Linked DNA regions of Mus musculus: region 1 is linked to region 2. The links are chromatin contacts, called in public promoter capture Hi-C maps. All regions are on one chromosome and are shown on one strand. Each heading gives the region's core, a stretch centred on a gene start, on an enhancer-like site or on the middle of the called end of the contact. The rest is flanking DNA. Distances are from core to core; before and after follow the strand shown.

Region 1 (7,047 bases), core at 2,602-5,101, 110 kb before region 2:
CTTAATGATCAGAGGCCAAAATTAAAGTTACAAGTGAATGACACTGAAATAGAAGGTTTGGTTGATACAGGAGGTAATGTACCTATCATTTCACACACACACACAAAAAAAAAACCAACTTAGAATTCAGAATGGCCACTTCAAAAGATTTACACCCAGTTTCTAGGAACTGGAAAGATATCTCAGATATAACAAAGTGTGTGATAACTTAAATGTGTGGAACTAGCTCTTTAAGCCCTCACCTTTCTTACTCTCTAGGCCTTCTTCTCTCTCTCTCTCTCTCTCTCTCTCTCTCTCTCTCTCTCTCTCTCTCTCTCTCTCTCTCTCCCTCCCTCCCTCCCTCCACGTGGCCATGGCCGGCCTCTCTCTTTCTACCTTCTCTCCTTTCTCCCTTTATTTCTACAGTAAAGCTCTAAACCCATTTTTAAAATGTGTGGAGCTAGAAGGCCAGTAAGAAAGTTAAGGCCTTAAGTGGCTGACATGCCCCTAAATTATGGGGACAAGATCTATTACAGCAGTGGGAAACTGAAATTAATATGCCCTCAATACCAGAGACAATCCCTAAAATAAGGGATGAGATGGAAGATGCTTCAGTGGAAAGTATTTGAAAATGTGATCCAGAACAATCCCAGACTGTGTCGCTGCTTGTTCAAAATCAGGATGCAACAGGGCTTGAGTTTCCAAATTTATAGGGGGTGAGGGGGACTGCACAAATTATACCAACAACCTACCTATAAAATGGTTGACTGACAAGCTTGTGTGTGTAGAACAGTGGCCCTTAACTAAAGAAAAAAAAATTAGAGGTACTTGAGCAGTTGGTACAAGAACAGCTTGGGGCTCAACATGTAGAAGAGTCTACCAGCCCATGGGACTTCCCCCATATTTGTTATAAAAAAAAGAAATCGGGGAAATGGAGGGTGCCAACAGATTTGAAAGTGAAGAATATAGTAATCCAACCAATGGGTCCATTACAGCCTGGAATTCCTTTCCCTTCTTTACCACCTGAGGCATGGCCTATGATAATAATTGATTTAAGACTGCTTTTTTACTATCTCCTTGCAAGAGCAGGATGATGGAAATTTTTTTCTTCACAGTGCCTATCTGCACAACCTACAAAAAGGTATCAGTGGAAAGTTCTTCCACAAGGACTGTTAAATAGTCCAACTTTGTGTCAATATTTTGTGCAACAACAGCTAGAAATGATTCATAGTCAATTTCCTCAATCTGTTCTTTACCACTACATGGATGATGTTTTATTGGCTGACTTGGACACAGATACCTTAGAGGAAATGTTTGGTGAAGCAAAAAGAATTTTATCTTGTTGGAATCTGCAGATTGCTTCTGTAAAAATACAGAGAGGAGATTCTATCCATTATCTAGGTTACGAAATAAGTCAACAAAAAGTCAGCCACAAAAGGTACAGATAAGAAGAGATCAGCTGCAAGCTCAATGATTTTCAAAAATCAATGGGAGACGTTAATTGGATACAGTCCACCATTGGATTAACTACTCATAAGTAATTTGTCTCAAACATTACAAGGAAATTCAGACTTAGACAGTCCATGAACACTAACAAAACAAGAGAAAGGGTTAACTTTAATAGAAAAGAGACTCCAATATGCATATTTGGATTGCATAGATCCCAAACTGGACTATATTTTAGTTATTTGGCTTCTACTCATCCTCCTAGTAGGCTCATTATGCAAAGGGAAGATGGTATTTTAGAATGATCTTCTAGCATACAAAGTAGCTGTTAAAAATAAAAGAAAAAGAATTAAAGAACAAAAAGAAGCACTTACAAAAAGCTACATTTGGCACCTAATGTGGCAGACTGTTTGAAAGAAAAAGAAACAATGGAAGACATGTGGCTACCATTGTGGCTAGGCAGAATGGGAGGCTTGATTTCAAGTACAATAGAGCAGAGAGAAAGGAGCTAGAGAGAGTAGTTGTAGGAGGGAGAGAGAGTATTAGGATTGGGGAGTAGGAAGAAGTAAGGTCCAGGAAACAGAAGAGTAGAGTCAGAGAAGACAGTTGATGCAGGAGGAAAGAAAACTGAACAGGGCTAGAGAGGGGAAGAGATTTTTGAAGAGTGAAAATAGGAGACAGTTGAAAGTGAATTGGGCTAGCAGACTGAGAAGACAGTTGGTGACAGTTGAGCCAGGAGAAGCTGAGCTGAGAGCCAGAGAACATATTGTGAGGAGACAGATAAAAGAACTCACAAAGTATTGGTAAGAATATAAAGGAAAAAATAGGAAGCAAAAAGCAACATTTACAAAAATACGCTACAATCCCCTGTGGTGCCTGCTTCAGCTTCTGCCATGACTGTCCTATGATGGACTGTGACCTAGAAGTGTAAGCTGAAACCAATCCTTCCCCCCCCCCAAGTCACTGTTGATCCAAGTGTTCATGTCACAGCTATACATCGCCTCTTCTGTTTCCTTTTTATTTCTGCATTCCTTTCCTCTTCCCCTCCCCTCCCCTTGCCCTTCTTGTGTAAGTGGTATCTTAGTGTTCCTCTTTGACCCTCCTTTCATCTCTGTTTTATTATTTTTTTTTATTTGTTTTATTTTTTTTTATTTTATTTGATTCCCATTATTTACTTTGGGGATTAAATCAGCATCTTTTAAAACTTATTGTTAGGGTGTGTACATGGAGTTGGGGGAGATGCCATCTAGAGAGGTCAAAGGACAACATCTGGGATTCCGTTCTCATCTCCCTCCTTGTTAAGGCAGGGTCTCCCTTGCTGTTACTGCCACATTACATATCCCAGGATAGCTGACCAGTGAGCTGCCAGGCATAAAACAACACCTTAAACTTACAAAAACCTTATTTGAATAACAAGTTACCTTCTGTAGTATACAGACACAGGACATCTCGTCTAGTCTCTCACCCTTCCCCGCTATACTATCTTTGCCACAGATAGCATGTTTATATGTTTTGTACTCATGAAGACAGACTTGTAACTGGTGTTCTATGCATCGGTTTTCAGGCATACAGACAAAAAGAAAGGCCTTACAACCCGAAGCACGCTAGCACTTTTACCGCGTTGTTACTGCGCCCTGTGCTCATTTCTTCTATGGCTGTGAGTTAACTGGCTAGCATCACTTCGTTTCAGCATGGAGAACTCCCTCTACTGCGCCCTGTATGCTAAGTCCACTGACACCAATGACCTTCTACATTTATCTGGAAATGACCTGCTTACTACTTAATTCCCGAAGGACATTTCTTTATTCTTAACAAAGAACATGTGGATGATGTTCTTCAGGATGTGCGTGTGTTATCCTGTGTGTGGTCTTCCGGTCTCTGTGGTCACTGATGAAAAATTAACTCTTAATCTCAGCATGATCCCCGTGTGTGTAAAGGGTGAATGAATGACTGCTTTTTACATTCTCACTGCAGTTCCCTCTGTCTTCAGTGTCCACAAGAACCATCTGTCGCTCACTGTGGTCCCTAATCCCTCTGGGAGCACAAGCTAAGTCCCAGGGGGCTCTCTGGGTGCTGGGGGAGATAGCAAGGTTTTGACCTTGGACCTGTCAGGGCTGAAGCCTCCTACTCAGAGCCCCGCCTCCTCGTTGCAGTGCCTCCTCCCAGGAAGGCCCCCCCTCCTCCTCCTCCTCCTCCTCCTCCTCCTCCTCCTCCTCCTCCTCCTCCTCCTCCTCCTCCTCCTCCTCCTCAAATCGGTCTCACCTCCCGGGAGTGGATCCGCCTCCTCAGAGTGTCCCCCTCATGCTCAGAGTGGAAGCCTCCTCCCCAGAATGTATCATCCTCCTCAGAGTTGCTCCGCCTCCTTCCCCTCCTCCCCCGCCTCCTCTTCTCCCCCCCCCCCCAACCCCATTCCTCTCCCGCCTCCTCCTCTTCCTCCTCCCCGTCAGAACGTGCCCTCCTCTTCAGAGTTGCTGCTCCTCACAACTCCCCCTCCACCTCAGAGTGAATCCTCCTGAGTTGCCCTTTTTCCTCGAGCTCCTACTCCTCCTGTTCCTGCGAGGCTCCAGACACCTCTTGCCTCTCCTCGGCTGAGTTTCAGAACGCACCGGTAAAGGCAAGGGTTGCAGGGTTGCGGGTCTGCCCATTCGCTGTACAAGGGGTGCGAGGCGGGCCCCCACCCCAACCCCTGCGCTGGGGCTACCTTGGCACTGGAGCGTAGCAGTCCCTCCCCCTGGGCGGGGCTGGAGTGGGCAGAGGGGAACCTCCAAGGGCCTCCGAGTAAACTGTTTTCCATTGTCCCAAGCTGAGGCTAAGATGCTAGAACCTCCTAGAGTCTGATAGAGGGCAGGTTTTGAAGGGCTCATCCCCTAAGACACAGAGCCTGGGAACCCGCCTGTAGCCAGGCCGCAGGGCTGAGAATCTCTGTCCTATAGTAAGCAGAGTGGAGCCTGACCCTGGACCTTTGCATAACCTGCCCTTTGGCGTGCATTCTAGCCTTATCAGGGACAGGCGGTACCTAAGCAAACCAGACCTCTCTCCGAAGACCTCTCTTTTTGCCCTTTGGGGCTCAGCGAAGGTGGGGAAAAGAGGGTGGGGACGGTGAGTGGACCCTGGACCTCACAAACTCTGCTGCACCCCCTGGAACTGGGATGTTGTTGTCAGTGATTGGCTTAGAGGATCCACCCCCATTTAATTAGGAAAAAAAATCTACACTGAGCTGGGCACAAAATCCCAGCACATGGGAAGCAGGAGCAGGAGGATCTCTGTGAGTTTCTATGACAGTCTGGTCTACATGTCTACATAGTGAGTTCCAAAACAGCCAAAGCTACATAGTGAGACTCTGTCTCAAAACAGGAAGGAAGGAAGGAAGGAAGGAAGGAAGGAAGGAAGGAAGGAAGGATAGAAAAAAAGGGAGTGAAATTCCTTGTATGTTCAGTGTAGAAATTCCCTTTTTTTTTCTATCACCAACTAGAATGTACAGTTAATACCTTGTACTCTATCATGGCTGTCCCTACCCAGCAGCCCACCCAGTTCTTGTGGGTGTCAGGGCAGCAGCAGACACTGGAGTATTCTCTCTGTAAACAGCCAAGCATTCCTCGCACCAAGTGTCCTACAGTTCTTGCCTATGTTAACTAACAGACTATTCTAGAGATTTGCTTTCCTTCCCAGCTGTTGGTTTCGTGGGTTTAAACCAGATTCCATACCGTAGCTCAGGCTGGCCTTGAACTTGATGCAATCCTGCTGCTTACAAGTAAACTACCGTGTGTATTTAGCCCTGAAGTTTTGAAAGTGTTACTGCCCACCCACCCCCCAGCTCTGAGGGTGTGAAGGGTCGGAGGTTTTTCCTGCAGGGACTGTCTGAAGGAGCTAGAAAGAGTTGCCTTGGGGCTCCCAAGGAGAACAGCAGAGCAGCTGAACTAAAGGTTTTGGAGTAATTCTTAATGGAACACAATGTTTCAAGAGAAAGTGAATGGAATGTTTTCCAAGTGTTGACAGTGACTAAAGTGGGTCACCAGCTTCTGTGCTCTGTGTTAGGCTTTTATACTGCTATAGCTTGCCCGGTTTCAGACTGCCAGTTCCGTGTGTGATTTCTAAGCTCTAGGGCACAGTTCGCAAGTTCACGCTGATGATGAATCAGAGGTTACGACTTTGAGACAGTTGGGTCCAAGTACATTTTTACTCAGCTACAAACCACCGACCCCTCATCCTATCCAGCTGTCTGGCAGGGAGAGAAGAGGCATGTCCTAAGAGATTTCTCTCCACTGTCAGAAATGCTGTTCAACGGGCAGGGTCGTCTTTTTATTCACAGAAAATACTGGTGGGGGGAATGTGGCAGTTAGCGTCTTGAGCCCTTTGTGCTGTTGCCTGTGTCCTGACAGGCTGTGAGAAGACAACTCTTGGCAGGGGGTGGGGAGGCACTCAACGGAAGACTGTGGTCCTACTAAGTGGGCAGAAGAGGGCCTGTTCAGTGATTATGCTGGGAAGTTTCTTGTGCTCTCAGAAACAGATTGTCAAAAAGGAAGTGTTCCTATTTCTAAGACACCGCACAGGCTTCTGCCCCTTCACTGCCCCATCAGAGTTCTCCTAGATGTAGTCTCTTCTTGCAGGAAAGGGGTGGGGGAGCATTGGAAATATAGTGCGGCCCAGTAGAAGGAGCCCCTGGCTCCCCTCTACTCCTGCAGGGTTGCATACTCCGGGAAGCCACTCACTCAGTTCTCAATGAGCCTGTGACCCTGGTGGGTCTCTTCACTGCCTGTCCTATAACTTAGCAGGCTACACTCTAGTGTCAAAAAGTAGGATTGGGGACCGTGCCACAGAGATTTAGGGTGGACAGATCCTATAAACAGCCCCACTGTCACTCTGGAGCTCTCTGACAAGGCAGGCACCTTCCCACTCTGGGAAGGTGAAGGAAGAGGACCTGTCAGGTCAGGGGAAGAGCCGTGCTTGCTGTGGGCACTGCACTCGTGTCTCTGCCTTTAGACACAGCCACAGCAATGGGAGGTCATGCAACACATTCAGAGGGCCAACGACATTCCTATCTTTCTCGTGAAAGCCTTTTGGCAATATCGGATCGTCTTCCCAAACACATTTCTTGTCACCTTCTTGGAGTTTCAGACTTATAAGCGCTATGAGCCCCCTGTCTGTTTGACTGTCTGTCTGTCTGTCGAGTGGTATAGCAGCAGGCATTACGACAGCAAGGAGGCTTCATGAGTGTGAGTGCTTGGTCAAAACTCTGTGTGTGTGTGTGTGTGTGTGTGTGTGTGTGTGTGTGTGTGTGTGTGTGTGTGTGATATATTCATTAATCCCCTTGAGGCCAGATCTACTTCCTGTGTTTGAATGGTCCCTTCAACGAGAAAGAGGCCAAGGCAGGTGACGTACGTAGACCAGAGTACAGGGGTCACCTTGATTTGAATTTCAGAAGAATTCTGATCTGTTATAATTTGGGGGGGGCGGTGAGAAGTGAAGTAAGAAAGACAGCTTCATCATTTGGAGGTATAGAGAATGAGATTTGTGTGCAGTGTATATATACTCTGTACCTACTTATCATCCACAGAGACAGCCATACAGACGTGGTTCTCCCAGCTAAGAAAGCAGCCAACTTCTTCAAAGTTGCCAAATATT
Region 2 (7,363 bases), core at 3,659-6,158:
ATAGGATTTACACACACACACACACACACACACACCTCCAACTTTAAAGAGCTGGAGCCAAGACTTCCAGGTAAGGCTGGCTGTGAACGTTATCCTTCCACCTTTACCTCCCAGTCACTGACATTCCTTTTAAGTAGCAATTCTGTGTTTTTGCTCATTAGCCTTTTTTTGCGGGGTGGGTGGGGAGATGTCCAGAGAGGGTTTCTCTGTGTAGCACTAGCCATCCCAGAACCTGCTCTGTAGACCAGGGAGGCCTCGAGCTCAGATAGACTTTCCTTAAAGCTGGAATCATCTACAAATCACCCAATTATCCTGACTTTTTAGAGAACTAAGAAACAAGCATAGAGCCAGGCGTGGTGGTGCATGCCTTTAATCCCAGCACTCAGGAGGCAGAGGCAGGCGGATTTCTAAGTTTGAGGCCAGCCTGGTCTACAAAGTGAGTTCCAGGACAGCCAGGGGTATACAGAGAAACCCTGTCTCAAAAAAAAAAAAAAAGAGGAGGAGGAGGAGGAGGAAGGGGAGGAAGAAGAAGAAGAAGAAGAAGAAGAAGAAGAAGAAGAAGAAGAAGAAGAAGAAGAAGAAGAAGAAGAAGAAGCAGCAGCAGCAGCAGCAGCAGCAGCGGCAGCAGCAAGCATAGATCCTGGTCAAGAAGGGGACTTAGCATATCCTCAGCTGTGAGCCTTCCTCCTGACAGTGTCCTTCAGCCCCTCAACCCCTGCCCCCTTTTCTGCCACCTATTCAATTCTGACCAGAGAGCCCCCACTCTCTTTCATAACCTGGTGAGCTGGATGCATCCCTGCTCACCCACCAGCAGATCTTCCCCCAACCAAGCTCTTGCATTTACCTTTGGGTTCTGGGGCCAGGTCCAGCGAGGTGGGTTCCTTGAGGCTGTCTGTGGAAGCACCCACAGCTCCATGGTCCTGGGCTGGGTCTGTGCTTCTGCTCGGCTTTTGAGGAGAGGTAGCATAGGTAACCGTGTCTCTGATAGTCCCATTGTTGACAGTGTGTGGCTTGGTCTCACTACTGGCTGGGTCTGGGCAGACCAGCACAACTGAATCCATGGCTGTACCTAGTCTGCTTGTCTCCAGTGCAGGAGAATCTGTCATTGTGTCCGGCCTGCCTACGGTGGCTCTGGCCAAAGCTTTGACTGTGTCCAACCTGGTTATGCCCTGCTTGGCCTCATCCGATGTTGGCAAAGCCACGTTTGAGTTCCCCGTGGTCAAAAGCTTGACACTTTCCTGCTTGTCTGATGCTGCAGTTACCAAATTCGGAACCTGGCCTGACTTGGTTGTCACTGCTCTAGCTAAATCCCTGGCTGTGCCTGCTGCAATTGAGTCTGTCACTTTTCCTGACTTGGATACTACAGGTAAGTTGGTGGCCAGGTCCATCCTGGCATCCAGAACAGGAAGCTCTGCGCTTCTGACCAGTCTGGACTGGTTTAGTGTAGGCATATTGATAGCCAATTCCGGTCTGTGGAGAGCCACTGTGCCTATATGTCTGGCTTTATCTAGTTTTGTGCTCACAACAGACACATTTGCAGCCGAGGTAGCCCTTTGGAGGTATGCTCGGGATCTGGGAATACCCCTGGGCCTGCACTTGCCTCTTCCTGGAGAGGCTCTGGAAGGGACTTGTCCCATGGGACCTGGCCCCGGGAGGCTTGACGAACTCTGAATGAACTGAGCTTGGAAAGGTAAAGTCAGGCATGAAGACACCAGAGGTTTATTCCCTGTGGGTGTTCTGCTGGCTTTGGTAAGTTCTGGGTTCCCATGGCCTTCAGAGGAGGTCCTGACCTGTGGCACATGAGCCATGAGTGGCAAACTTGAAGCAGACAGCCTCCCTTCTCTGTGGGTGACAGCCTCCTTGTGCAAACTGGGCAATTCTTCCCAATGAGAAAGTGAGGCATCTAAGGGCCGCGTTTGGACATTCTGGTGTATTGTTAAGGAAATAGAGCTGAGTTTCCTGGGCATAAAGCTATTGGGAGGCATGGAACTCAGGGACCCCGTGGCAGTGCCCTGTTGGGACATACTACAGGCCCTGGATCTAATGCTTGGCTGTTTGGAATTCTCTAGGACACTGCTTTGGGGGAAGGCATCCAAACGCCCAGTCTTCTTGATGACAGGGATGAGGGGGGACACATCTGCAGTGAGCTTTTGGTGGGTGTGGTGCCCCAGCATGTGGCTGTGAGAGAAAGATGTTCTGGGGCCTGGAGCCCTGTGTGGCTGCATCTCCGGAGGAGCAGGTGCGAAGGCGTGGTTCATCCAGGCTGTCCAGCTTTCCCTAAGGCAATCACAAGGGAGGAGGGAGGGACAAGGACAAAGTCTCAGCTCTCAACCAGCAGGTGGCGCTGCCAGCCTGAGGGAACCTAGCGTGAGGGCCTTAGGGGAGTTTGTGTTTTCCTATGGCCCAACAGCTTCCACCTGCTGCAGATTGACACACACCTCATACAGCTGCCCAGTCTGCAGCCACATTATAGGCACTGCCATCAAACAACTTGCCCCTGACATCAGAGAACCCAGCATGGAGTTTAGCTGTCTCTTTTCCCTGGTTCCGGAGGGTGGATGCTCTCCCTGGACAGCTCTGTGGAGGTTACATATGAATTCAAGGACTCTGGAGGAAGGCAATCTTGCCTGTCTCTTGCAGAAACCACCATAGCAATGAAAACAAGAGTCCAGGTATCTGGGTCAGAGACTGTGGGATGTCCAGGTGGCCTGAGAACAGAGTCTGAACCGGGAGTCCCTGCACCCCACTAGGAAAGAGCCCCTGAGCTGGAGTATTGCTGGTGAGAGACATTTGGGGGAAGCCTGAATAGGGTGGATGTCAGCTGAAGGAAACTGTGCCTGGCATCAGGCAGCTCCTAAGGACAGCCCACAGATGAGAAGGGAGAGCCTCCTTTTGAAAGCCCCAGCACAGGACTTCCAGGCTCTGCTTGGCAGAGTAGAGATAAGGCTGAAGGTGAACAGGGTCCAGGAGAGGCTGCAAAGCTGTTCGGGTCCTGCAAGATAACTTGATGCTCGCTGCTCTTAGGAACAACCATTTCAAAGACAGCTTGAAAGGGGAAATGTTGGGAACGGATCTGAGAGTACTGGATCCGTGGGGCGTGACTGAAGGACTCTGAGGTCTGGGCAGTGGGTCAGGGATGAGGTTGGAAAAGGCTGCCTGGGGGCAGGGAGTTGAGAGAAAAGGGGGTCCCCAGCTCGATGATCCAGTGTTGACAGGTGACAGGTTGACAGGTAGTCGAACCATACTCCCCAAGGTGGTCTCCAGGGTCCCCAGGGGGCTGACTGGTGCTGCCTCTGGGACAAAGTTATCTCCATTACTTTCAACACCACAGGCCAAGACTGGCCGGGGGGGGGGGGGGGAGGGCAGGGGAGAGGCGGGGGAGGTGAGGGCTGCCAGTAGAGAGTGGTATCGCATCCGTCTCTCTGAAGTTTGGAACAGGAGAAGCAGGATGCAAGGGGGCTCTTGTTCTGCCTTAAGGGATGGCTTTAGCCTATCATCTCTGGCCATGTATTTCTCTCAACTGTCCAGCCTCTCTGCCTCTTCTCCATTAGGCATATCCCTGCCGCCCTGACCTCTCTTGCCCACTGTTCCCACCACATGCACCTGGGCACACCGTGTTCACCCTTCGCTTAGCCACAGACCCAAGGACCAGAACTCCTGAGGTCACCTTGTTCTTGTGTCACTAGATCCTTGCCTCCTCAGTGAGCCCCGTGTCCTGTGAACACCTTGGTTCTACCCTCCCCACATACCCACACACACACACACACACACACACACACACAAACAGGCAGGCACACCTACCTGGATCAGAAGACAGAAAAGAAGCCGGTGGTTTTCAGTCAAGGAAGCTGACCTCTTGCAGACCCCACCCACTCCTCTGCACCCAGAGGCTAGCCATGTGGCCGGGCTCAGAGACCTCTCTTCTCTGGGTCCTCTCTTGAGCTTTCACTAAGCCTCCTGATCATAGTCCACTAGCTGAGGGCCCAGTTCTCCCCTGACCTGTCCCTCTCGCTGGACTGGGCTCCGGGCAGGGAGGCTCTGGCCTCTTGAGAGTGGGTGGCAGTGAATGGCTGCTCTGAGTCTCTGGAATCCTACAGAGCTATGGGCGTCAGCCAGCTGAGCTGCCCTATACGCGCAGAGCCACCTAGGGAGGGGATGGCACATAACCCATGTGTCCTTGTCTCCAAGACTGGACCCTTGAGAAGTGTCACCAGTAAGAGAGAACTGAGCTACTCCAACGGTGATGTCCCTGTTTGTCTCATGCCCTCCCACTTTCCCTCTGCAACCACCTAAGACTTTGCTGACCCCAGGGCCATCTGTGTCCATGCTCCTGCGGTTGTGCTTCATGTTGGGATTTCTGTGTATACAACTGTACCCTTCAAATCCATTCTCTGAGACCCATCCTGCTTCAGACAGATCCTCTGCTAAGTAAGACTCGGGGTATGAAGCTAGCCAGCCCCGGGCCAGACCTCAAAGAAATCCACAGACCTACCCCAGCTGTCTCTGGTGAGGCAGATCCTCAGCAGCCTGTGGCCACTGGGCTAAGAACCTTTTCCTGGGTTCCCCAGCACCAGGCTGCTCTGTCACATGATAGTATGAGAAGGACCGTGGTGGGAAGAGACGCCATTGGCTGGGTACTTACTCTGTGCCAGGGACTGAGCCAGGCTGGAGAAACTCAGAGTCTTCTGCCAAAGCCAGGCCCGTAAGCAGATGGGCACAGCATCTCAGCCACAGAGTGCAGGCCACAGACGTGCCCTAAACACTCACTCTGAGCCAGGAGCCAAGCCCAACGTTCTCTTGGCATGTCCTCGACCCATCATCTTGCCACTTCCTTTCTGCCATACCCCACAACACTGGGGGCTCTGGCCTGCTTTCCTGTGAGCTGCTCGCCTTGGCGAGTGAGCTTCTGGCCGGCCAATAGAACTTTCTGTGATAATGGAAATGTTCTATGTGTCCACTGTCCAATAAAATAGCCACCAGCCACAGGCGGCTCCCGAGCACTTACCACTATTCTATGATGACCAAGGACCTGGATTTTTTTTTTCAATTTTATTTCATTTGAATGTCCATCTACCATATTGGACAGCAAAGTCCTGAAAGACGCAGATCTTATCCTTCTCTGGGTCCCAGGGCCTAACAAGAATCACTCAGCATGTTTCTCACAGTGACTGAATGATGAACGTGTGGGCCCAGGATCCTCTTCTCTTCTCATCCCATTCTCATCCCTCTGAGCCTTAGGTTGCCATAGCTGGCTATGCCCTGGTTACCAGGCAACCTGCAAGCAATCACAGTGGAGGGGGAGGGGCGCTGTCTGAGTTCTTTCCCCTCCCTACATGTTTTGAGGCCCTGAGAAAAGAAAGAGGTGGCAAAATCAGCCTGGACACCCTGGGGAGCCGGCTCTGTAGGGCCTACACTGCCTTATTACCTCCTGGAGATCAAGCAGCTGGGTGGGGCTGAAGTCAGGGGCCCTGGGTTCTCCTTGCCTGACCACTCATTATAAGACTCCTGTCCAATAGGCCAGGAGGTGGTGGCACACACTTTTAATCCCAGCACTAGGAGGTAGAGGCCGGTATCAGTAAGTTCCAGAACAGCCAGGGCTTTACACAGAAATCCTGTCCCGGAAAAAAACAAGCAAACAAAAAAACCAAACCTAACAACAATAACAAAACCCTCCTAGTTCTCAGCTGTCTTCTCAGTTAGAGATTAGATGCCCTGAAGTGATTTCTTCCAGCCTGAAGATCTAGAATCCACCCCGCCTCCCTCCTTTCAGAGCAAGACCCGCGTCCCATCCATCTCTGTCTTTCGCCTGCTGGTCTGCCTCCTTTCCCTCCAGGGTTGACTGACCATCTCTGAGCAAACCTCTTGTCATTTTTTCTATCTGCAGCCGCTGTAGCCGAGACATTTGTACTCAGCGTCATGTATATAGGTATAGAATACAGTCCTATACATCGAGTACTTACTGAGAATAATTCAAAGGAATTGATCCATTTTGCCTGGGGATTGGTATAGTGACAGAGCTCCCGGCTGACGTGCATAAAACTCTGAGTTCAGTCCCCAGAGCCACAGAAACAACAAAACAGAATAACACCAAATAGATAACATTAATTTGAAAAAAAGAAATTTATTTTAAAATAATTCTTTGGTACACGTAAAAGTTTACCATTTGTTAAAGACAAAGGCAAATTTGCATATTAATGAGGTAGAGATGTTCGTTTGTTTTTATGAAACTAAATCTTAGCTGTTTCAGTGGGTTTTTTCCTAGAACTGATGGATATTTTGATTGTATCATTGGCAATGCTCAGACTGCCATTTTGCATAAATTAAAATAATAGCAAATGGCCTGTATTCAGAAATTGTTAGAAATGTGTTACCCTACTCCCAAGTCAGATCTCCCTTAGTCTTCTTCTGAAACTCCAGACAGCAGCTGAAGCAGATGTTTTTGTTTTAGATGGGGTCTTACATATACCAAGTTGGCCCTAAACTTCCAAAAATGACCTTGAACTGGTGTCCTCGGGCCTCCAGTGATGGTGGCTGCGATTACGGGCGGGCTCTGCCACACCTGGTTTATGCACAGCCATGGACTGAGCTAAGTTTCTACTTAGCCAATAAGGAGCAACTGGAGGAAAATGCTGACTTCGTTTTCCATCATGTTTCTACATTAGCAGCAAAGACATTGCAATTTACAATGTACCATAGCGTCTGTGAGCTTTTAGGTGGTATTCCTCGGCAGTGTATGGCATGCGTCGGTCAAAGTGTGCACATCGAACGTTCAATACTAACACACAAGAGTTGGCAGAAACAGCCCAGATTCATTTTGAGTTCGATGATTCAGGGTTGTTGTGCATTCAGAAACCTTTTGCTGCTGGGCGGTGGTGGCGCACGCCTTTAATCCCAGCGCTCGGGAGGCAGAGACAGCCGGATTTCTGAGTTCGAGGCCAGCCTGGTCTACAAAGTGAGTTCCAGGACAGCCAGGGCTATACACAGAAACACTATCAAGAAAGAAAAGAAAAGAAAAAGAAAGCTTTTGCTGTTGCCCAGTTTTCTCCACTCCCACATTTATTTTCTGGTGGCCACCCACAGTTTCCAAACGTGGGGCTTAGCAGAGTTGGTTGCCGCAGCCCCACCTCAATTACAAACTTGGGTCCAGCTGCCCTCTAGTGGCCAGAAATGGTACTGTGCACCTGTGCATTTTCCCACCAAACACTGAGACGCTTTCAAGGGTCCTCCAAAAACAGACACCTTCACTCCAATCTTTACGGTGGCCCCCCTGACAAAGAGTGCGTGCTATGATACCTCTCAAACTTGTGTGTTCTGCAGCCACGTGAATTGGAACATCTCTTTGTCTTTCTGGGCCCCACATTGT

The links. Capture Hi-C pulls out chosen DNA fragments and counts their contacts.
Region 1: a promoter capture Hi-C map of pancreatic islet shows a contact between it and region 2. The contact joins the promoter of Cyp2d22 here to the promoter of Septin3 in region 2. A contact is called at or near these places in 7 of 39 promoter capture datasets (the HPC-7 cell line, HPC-7-derived erythroid cells, embryonic stem cells and 3 more), 8 of 484 Hi-C or Micro-C datasets (the G1E-ER4 cell line, bone marrow-derived macrophages, brown adipocytes and 3 more), 5 of 115 datasets of contacts at active chromatin or transcription factors (bone marrow-derived macrophages and embryonic stem cells) and 3 of 9 other capture datasets (adipose tissue, liver and pancreatic islet).

What each region holds. Positions count from the first base shown.
Region 1 is chr15:82,377,064-82,384,110 of GRCm38.p6, reverse strand. Cyp2d22 (cytochrome P450, family 2, subfamily d, polypeptide 22) reads left to right here and starts at 3,851. Exons shown (of 10, transcript NM_019823.4): 1 at 3,851-4,033.
Region 2 is chr15:82,266,347-82,273,709 of GRCm38.p6, reverse strand. Septin3 (septin 3) reads right to left here and starts at 4,908. Exons shown (of 12, transcript NM_001368785.1): 1 at 4,643-4,908; 2 at 845-2,277. The coding sequence starts at 2,258. Gm52180 (a long non-coding RNA gene) reads left to right here. Exons shown (of 3, transcript XR_003951511.1): 2 at 1,089-1,366.